Regions from separate parts of the Anser cygnoides genome. Here regions 1 and 2 are each linked to region 3. Evidence: chromatin contacts called from public Hi-C data. All regions are on one chromosome and are shown on one strand. The core of a region is the stretch at or near the end of the contact, and the rest is flanking DNA. Distances in the headings are between cores, read along the strand shown.

Region 1 (2,700 bases), core at 119-2,618, 150 kb before region 3:
TAAAGGCTCAGATGAAAACTTATGTCTCTGTTACAGATGATATCCAGTAGAAAAATCATGTTCCAAATATAACGTGTAATTACCATCCAGCCACTTACAGTACTTATCTGTGAATCTGAGGAGGGGTTCTTTGTTTATTTTTTTAATCTTAAGACTTTGTAATTACTGTTTTGGCATCCAAGAATTCCAACAGTCAGTGAGGTACTGCCAAAAGATCTTCTCTTGCAAGGTGCCCAGCACTCCCCTTTCCAAGAAAATCAGCATTCAACTGCTGGTTCTGGCAACATTTCACATCATCTTTGCTGTGCTACGTTTCCTCTACGCCTCAGTTCCTTATTCGTAAAAATTCAGAATAAAAGTCCTGCCCTCAAAGGGTGATTGGAAAACCATATAGCTGAATCGTAGTGTCTAGGAGGACAGGTCCAAAAAATCCATGTGCTACGTCCTGCTCGAGGTGGGGGAGGAGGTTTTATATATATATATATGTATAGATAAACAGTGGGCTTGCAGTAATAACCCATCTCTTCTGAGCTACAGGTTTCAGAGAACTTCAAACTCCTGCTGCAGAACCCATGGCAAGTGCATTACAGAATTACAGCATCTGGAATGAAGCAAGCACACGACAGCAGCGGTACTGGTTGTGCTTACCTTTCATGGTATTATTTGTGGATTCACCTGATTTACTTCTAAACCACATAGACTACAAATGGGATTTTAGAAAGCTTTATTAAAAAAAAAAAAAAAGAAGAAAGAAAAGAAAAAATAATGTGAGTATAAAAAAAAATAAAAAGCACTGCTCACTTCAGAAGGGACAGAACATCCCAAGATGCATTCTTGGTATTAGAGCCCTGCACATGTGATTCCACAGTGCATGTGAAAGGTAACTGAAATATAATAACATTGCAGGATTTCTTACAGAGCTGCGTCTGTGTTCAATAAGACATTCTGCTGTTTCAGTGCCACATCATCTCACCGAAATAGCACAAAACTATAATATTCACCAAAGTAAACAGCAGAACTAAGTGCAAGGAAGAAAAGCAGAAGTGAAATCTTGTCGGGGCTCCTTCCCTGGCAGAAAGGCAACTTTCTACTCTTCCTTCAAGGGGTCTGTCGTTCCTGTTTTGCACTCACGTTGTTTTCCTCTCCTGCCGTTTGTTGGCTGCATTTCCTAGGTGTGTGTCTAAATGAGGGAGAGGGAGCGTGTTTGTGTGTGCATGTAGCATGTTTACAAGAGTTATGGTAGCTGTTCTCAGCAGTCCACCGAGAATTCTAGGAAACGGCCCCTGTTATTTTATTCTAGGTCAATGTCAGCTCATGTCAGGCAGGAAAGATCACACAGGACAGCTCGCTCAATCGCGCAGTCCTGGACGGAGGCCTCAATGGGAGAGAGAAAGCAAGCAAGCTGCGAGTGGGCGGAGTGCCTTCCCAGCACTCTACCAACCACCGCACAAGGAATTATGATAAACACCACTCTGGAAACCAGATACAACAGTACATTGTGTTCTTCTTCTGAAAAACAACCAGACTTCTGCTCACTTAAAGTAAACAGTTAATCCTGTTTATCTTTTTTTTTTCTTGATGAGTTGTTAACAGAACAATCTCTTCTGCAAAGCAAGTAAGAGGTTCATCCCTTAAATTCATGCTCATTTTCTCTTCCTTCAAGAAAAAAAAAAAAAAATCAATACGTAAACTTTCTACTATCGGCAAACAGTGTGGAATAACAATCTTTCTTGGCTTAAACTGACTTAACAAAGCGATGCCAAAACTGAATGAAACCTTTCCCTCACATATTTTATTTTGGAAAACTGAAGTCCCAAACAGAGAGTTCTGTTCATCTCATTTAACTATTCCTTTTCCAACAAGAACAAGCAAAACTGATAAAACATATAAATTAATCAGCATGTGTGGTGCCCTTGCAGCCTGAGCAAACAGTGCATTGTATGCGTAGATCAGCTACGACCATGGGGGTGTTCTCAGGTTTTCTCTGCAAGCCAAAAAAAGAGGATTCAGAGTAAATGCCTGCAAATGAAGTAATAATTTTTGTTGTTGTTTGTTTTCAAAATATATGCTTACTGTGCAAATTCACGATGTCTCTGACTTTCAGTATTAAGAGTGATTAATTAGAAAAGCACATGGAAGTGATTATCTTGTTTTGTTGGAGTCTCCACACTATACCTATTAACTACTTCTTACTGGAGAGTCCAGTTGAGCCCACTGAAAGCTACCAGCTTTTCCAAGGGGAATTCTAATTTTTAGCACTTAGGAATTTAAATAGTTCTGAAAGTCAATAATGAAAGTGTGCTTAACATCCCCAGTCAGTAAAAGCTTGTTGATTTAGCTATTTATAATCATAAAAATACGTGATTTGCAAAACTTAAAAAGGAGAAGGAAAATATCCCCAGTTTATTTTTACCCATCTTGCAAGCTCCAGATCTAAGATTCTGGGTTTTCTGTGCAACAGATGTCAGCCAGTGCAAAAAGGTAAATTCAGGTCTGGGAAGGTAACAAAATGAAAGTCCGGTTTTTCATATATATGTATATATTGAATATTTTACATGGAAAACTTTTGCATTTTTATGTTTTATTTTTGCTGTTTTTTTTTTTCCCCTTGAGATTTTTTTTTTTACTCTTTTGCAACAACCGCTGAATTTACTCAGCCCCGGGGATCTAAGTGACAGAACAGGTCTCTGAAGTGCCAGA
Region 2 (2,700 bases), core at 138-2,637, 200 kb before region 3:
AAAAAAACATTTAACCACTTTTATCATTGGTTAACTTGACTAATATAGACAATATTTTTGTATGAAAGCTGTATTTGAATAATGATTTGTTTATGGGGTTCTGCACCCAAGCAGTTTTATTGTTTTTGTGTTAAAGTCAATGTGGAAAGAACTGGCAAGGCTTGCAGAGCTTTAAGAGTAATGTGAAAGGCACTCTGATCATTCAGAGGAGAGTCACGAATTCATACCCTCTGGACTTGTAGGCATCCTTGTGGTAAAAGTGTGTGCTTCATGTTTTTGTTCAGAGACCTTACTGGCAGTCAGCTGAAACCATTCTGCTGACACGTTATTTGTAATTAAAACGAGAAGGTTCTCATATCAAGAGAAACAGTAAAGCACATGGTAAAATTAATGAGAAAATGGTGTTTAGCTCTAGATAACACATAAGGTATCTGGATGGTTATTTCATTACTGGATAATGAGAAACTAATGATGAGATCGTGCCAGTTTGTTACAGCAGGTTGGCTTTTAACAATCAGGGATTTTAATCTGTGCCTCTGTACTTTAGAGGTCTATACTCCTCATGTTTTATTGATTCCAAATTAGTTGTTTGGCCAAAGTCAGACATTGGCACTGGCAGCGCAGCGAAGTACTGTAAGCTTCTTGCCATAACTGCAGCACAGCAAAGTACTGTCTGTTGCACTTTGGTATTTACTCATGACAAAGTTGAGAAGTCATGCGAGATTTAGCTCTTACTCTCTGGCAGGCAGTTTTCAGGTAACCTTGGTGGCGAATACAGTGCAGCACAGACAGCAAGGTGGCAAGATTTTTTTTTCTAAATTATTGCGGTTGTTTATTACCCATAATTCATTGTCGAAGATATTTTCCATTTATGTTTTCAATAATTATCATAAAAGGTATAATAAAAGTGAGTCTTTGCCCTTTCACCACCTACAAGCTCTCCTTCCTGCCTCTGTGGCAAGGGGGTAGTCTCAGTCTTGTTGAGGCCGTGGCTGCCTCTGGCACCGATTTCAAGTGAACCTTTCAGCTGGAGGGCAGAGGAATCTGTCCTGGTTAAAGGCTGTGAAAGTCTCAAGACTGGGAAGACTGCTGGCAGAAACCTAATGAATAGGGCAGGAGCTGTTCAGTAGTGGTTTTTTTTTTTTTGTTCCAAAATTTTCCAGCAACTACTATTTGTTACCTTCCTTCTTATTAAATATGATCAATTGTTTGTCAATAATTAACATTATGAATCAAAAATTCAAAATCTTTTTATCGGATTTATTTATTAAAAATACTGTTCACTCGTATTTTTTGAAGAGCAAACATTACAGATAAGACCATTTATTTAAAAATAAAAATAAAATTAAACCTTTAGATGTATTGGTTGTTTTTAAAGTTAATTTAGGGCACTTTAATCACTGAAAACACCAAAATTTACCCATTTATGCAGGTGATGATGAGCGGACAGGGTTTTTTCCATAGGTGTGCAATATGGTTATTTTTATATACACGTGCGTGTGTCCTGCGTCTCGGTGCATTTTGTTCTTTTCATCTCTGGCAACAATCAAGCAGGTGGCATTATGACTAACGATAGGCTCTCTGAGGCAGCCTGGGTTTCAAGTTGTCACTGCAAATATAAGAAAGTTAAAGCACAATAAAAAGCTACATGAAAAGGCGAGGGGACGTTTAGAAATGAAGTGGCTGATCATACAAGGTGTTAAATTGCACTTTTGGCACATACCTTAGATATTTACTAGGTACTTTGACCCGTACCATGGAGGACAAAGTTTAGGTTTATAGTTTAACGAGGTTCTTCGTGTAGTGACTTTTGATACCTTTGGCAGCACTGGACTTCTCTGCTTCCCCAGCCCATGCTGCTCAGTAGGGCTCGCTCCAAAGCTGAGCGAGGTGCCCTGAGCTGGAATGTAGAATGGGATGGAGCAGAGGCACAGTCCTGCTCTTCCATGTGACAGAGGCTGTAGTGGACCCCCATCCCTCTCCTCCTCTCCCTCCAGTCAATATTGAGAGGTCCTTGGGCCAGGCAGCAAAGCCACAAATGGTAGGTGACAGTAGCCCTAACAATGCAGAAAGCTTAGAACATTCCTACAGCGTTTAAAAAATAAAAATCTCGAAGTAGTTAAAAGCTTGGTTTTGGCCCTAAAATAAGTGTTTGTAATTTGAAGCCCCAGCTACTTCACTCTTACTAGTGATGCATTTGTCATCCTCACAAAGCAGCACTGGAACAATGTCAGCATCGTACCGCTGCCTCTTCACGAGCAGAAACCCTTCCTATGCAAAGCAAGTGCAATTATGCTAATGGAGGAGTAAAAGACCAGGCTTTCTCTGTGCAACTAAATAAGTCTGAAAATAACCTCCAACATATGTAAATTGCAGCTGCTTTGCTCACTTGAGTGCTCTAAATACAATACAGAAGTTAAATGGAAGGGCTAAAGCCAACCTGTGAACCAGCAAGGAAAGTACTGACATAGGGAAAACCTCAAGTTGCTGGGCTGTGCACCTTATGGGGTGGTTTCGTTCAGTTTCCAGAAAGGAGTAAGATGATGAGTGTCTCAAAGTCAGAGACAGCCTCAGGTCTCATGATGCAAAACTAAACTTAGCAACTATCTACAGGTATGGTAGATTATTTCTTTCCTGGATTAAATAAACAGATGTGGACTGTATCTGGGAATTCATTAATTGCATCTAAAAAGCTATATA
Region 3 (2,700 bases), core at 168-2,667:
GCACAAGTCAGGGAAAAAGTAGTCATTACCAATGCACGAAATTGTGTTAGAACAATTCTGAGGTGATTAGCTGGTGCTCTTTTGGAAAACACAGATGCTGAAAAATAAACATTAATGGTTGATCTTTATTCAGAGCACCACAGTCCCCAAGAAAAAGGGCAACTGGGCATCCTTCACAGGTAACAGAGCAGAGAAACACTCAGAGTAAAATCTTCCGGGATCAGGTCTTGCCAGATCTTTGTTCTTTATCACCTTAAGTAAAAGGTGATGCATGAGAAATTTCATCCTTTAACGAGATACAAAGGAAAGCAAAGCATGACCATGTCATTTTTTTCATAGACTTTTTCCCCACGTCCAATAATTCTGGAGTGAACCAAAATTAGCTAACAGCTGCTCACCACAAGACGAGACTAAACTTGCCTTCCTCATTACCCTCTGTCAAGTAGCTTTACAAGTCAGAGGCAGCTAGCTGATAAGAAAGACGCTGCACAGTGACTTAAGATGGAACACAAACTGAAATGGGACTGTAGTTTTACACCTGACACAAAAACAAGAGTTTTACCCTCATACAGAAACAATACATCAAGTCTTTCTACGTAGTTAATTGAATAGAAGAAATTTTCAAATTAGATCTACTGGTATATTAGGGAAAAAAACAGCTATGAAGTTATTCATTTCCCAGTAGAAACCAATCACGCTCTTACCATGGGTAAATACTACAATAAAGATATTTGGCAGCAATCCTAAACCTCTAGAACCTCTTGGTATTTGGCATATTTTGAAGTGGGGTAAAATAAATTTCATGGTCTTTTGATTATCCACACACTCCATTAGGTTCCAGAGATTTAGTAAATACCACAAAAATGATGATATATCAACATTTGGCTCTTTTTCCTTTCCCCACCATGAACTAGGCCACAAAATTAAGAGGCCTTTTTGAAGAATACTCATACAGCAAATGATCTCCTATAGCGAACACTTCTTTTGTGTTCTCTCTTGGAATCCTCTCAAACAGCTCGCCTGCAATGTTTCCTAGGAAAATAGCATATCTGAAGTAAAGCAAAACAAAGAATGCAAATGACACAGTGATCGCCGGGGCTTTAACCTCCTGCATACACCAAATTCCCAGAAGAAAGTTTACTGGTAAGGCTGACCACCCATGGAAATTCCCACAGCGTGGCACTCCGACCAGGAAAGAGAAACCTGAAAAGGGATCCTGAGATTCCCAATTTACCCCCAAATTTTGTAGTAGCATAGCTTATTCTGGTTAAGGTTAAAATCTGTTGATTTCAGTATTGTTGCATTGAAATGAACCCGCTCCTGGGCACCATTTACTATTACTGAAGCGTCTCATAGCATTCACCCAACTTTCCATCTACAGTGGAGTAAATCATGCCGGTATAACAGAAGAGGGACTTTTATGGCTTGCATAAATCCCAGTCTGTTTTCCCAGGTTTACATGGACTGGACGTTCTCTTCTAACACTGCTGTCCAAGACTTGTGCTACTTTAAATCAATTCTTCAAGAACCTGAAAAAATATTCGATTAACCCATGGTGAACTCTGAGCGATGGATGCTAAATCGCTGCTCCCATCCACATGAGACAGCCGAACGCCAGGTCACACGTGTCAACACGGCAGCACGCTGTACCACGGGACGTCCAGCTCCACTTGGTTGCTTCCACCCTCTGCCTGCAACCAGAAGATGTCCTCCGAAAGGCAGCAGGACCCTGCTATTTGACTGCTTTGGTGGGGAAGCTGCAGACGGCTCTCAGCCTGCAGGCAGAGCTTCCCTCCAGCCGCGCTGAGGAAGCCTCTCTGCCTAGATAAATGGAAATAACCCCGCCAGGCTGCCCGCTGCCCGGGGAGCAGGGAGCGGCTCGCAGCCCGGCCTCTGGTGCCCTCTGCCGGCACCCGGTGGGTGTCGCTCGGCCACCCTCGTGGAGCCAAGGCCGGCCCCGCACCCGGCGGCACCTTCCCCTGCTGCCTGCGCTGACCCACGCCTCTCTCCTCTCATCAGGCGCCGCTGAGAAAGGTCAGGCTGGAAGCCGGCCGCTACCCTCACCCAGAGGGTGGAAGAGCACAGCCAGAGCCTTCCTCAGCCTTCCCCCAGCCCAGCGATGTCAGCCCCTTCGGCCTGCCCTCGCAACACCCTGCGTGCCGGCCCCAGCCAGCCCGCTCTGCTGGCCTCCCCTCACGTCCCGCCGGGAGAGGTTACGTGTTGACTTCGCCTAGGATGGTGTCAAACCTCAAGTCTTCTAGTACAAGTCGTTTCTTTATAACAAATTAAATAAAGGTTAAAAACTTCTGCCATTTATTCTATAATTGATACAGCACGGCTTCCTTACGAATTAACAGCTGTGTTTTCTAAAGTTAAAAAACAAAACGGTACACCTCTCTAACGGAAATACTACCGGACCTTAGCTGACAGGATTCAATATTTGTTTCTGCCCCTTCCCTGAGCTCTCCAATCCTCATCACTGAAAAAGCAAGTCCTGTATTAGCCCCTTGCCACATCTCAGCTCTGACAATATGCTCTATTCACAATACTTGCATCTTATACAGCCAAGGTATCCAAGTACTCCAAAGAAATAGGTAGTTGTCTTACCCACATTACAGGAAATCTGGACATTAACTTTCTAAAGGCAGCGCCCCTTAGACAGGGGCTATAAAGAATCCAGATCAAATTTCTGGTAAGAAA

What was found. A called contact is a pair of places that touch in the nucleus more often than the background predicts.
Region 1: a contact with region 3 is called in a Hi-C map of liver, with 5 times the contacts expected there. The contact joins two enhancer-like sites. A contact is called at or near these places in 2 of 7 Hi-C or Micro-C datasets (both in liver).
Region 2: a contact with region 3 is called in a Hi-C map of liver, with 3 times the contacts expected there. The contact joins two enhancer-like sites. A contact is called at or near these places in 4 of 7 Hi-C or Micro-C datasets (fetal liver and liver).

What each region holds. Positions count from the first base shown.
Region 1 is chr2:119,273,704-119,276,403 of Taihu_goose_T2T_genome, reverse strand. The region is part of intron 10 of SPIDR (scaffold protein involved in DNA repair); the gene reads right to left. Among named protein-coding and RNA genes, the nearest start is that of CEBPD, 39 kb to the left of the region's middle. Within about 2 kb of position 1,368, at least 2 of the 3 cell types and tissues checked have open chromatin away from gene starts, as enhancers often do. A contact at or near this core is called in liver, where this site is marked.
Region 2 is chr2:119,318,253-119,320,952 of Taihu_goose_T2T_genome, reverse strand. PRKDC (protein kinase, DNA-activated, catalytic subunit) reads left to right here. Exons shown (of 86, transcript XM_066992945.1): 86 at 1-2,663. Among named protein-coding and RNA genes, the nearest start is that of CEBPD, 5.4 kb to the right of the region's middle. Within about 2 kb of position 1,387, at least 1 of the 3 cell types and tissues checked has open chromatin away from gene starts, as enhancers often do. A contact at or near this core is called in liver, where this site is marked.
Region 3 is chr2:119,120,933-119,123,632 of Taihu_goose_T2T_genome, reverse strand. All of the region lies in intron 5 of SPIDR (scaffold protein involved in DNA repair), which reads right to left. Among named protein-coding and RNA genes, the nearest start is that of SPIDR, 14 kb to the right of the region's middle. Within about 2 kb of position 1,417, at least 1 of the 3 cell types and tissues checked has open chromatin away from gene starts, as enhancers often do. A contact at or near this core is called in liver, where this site is marked.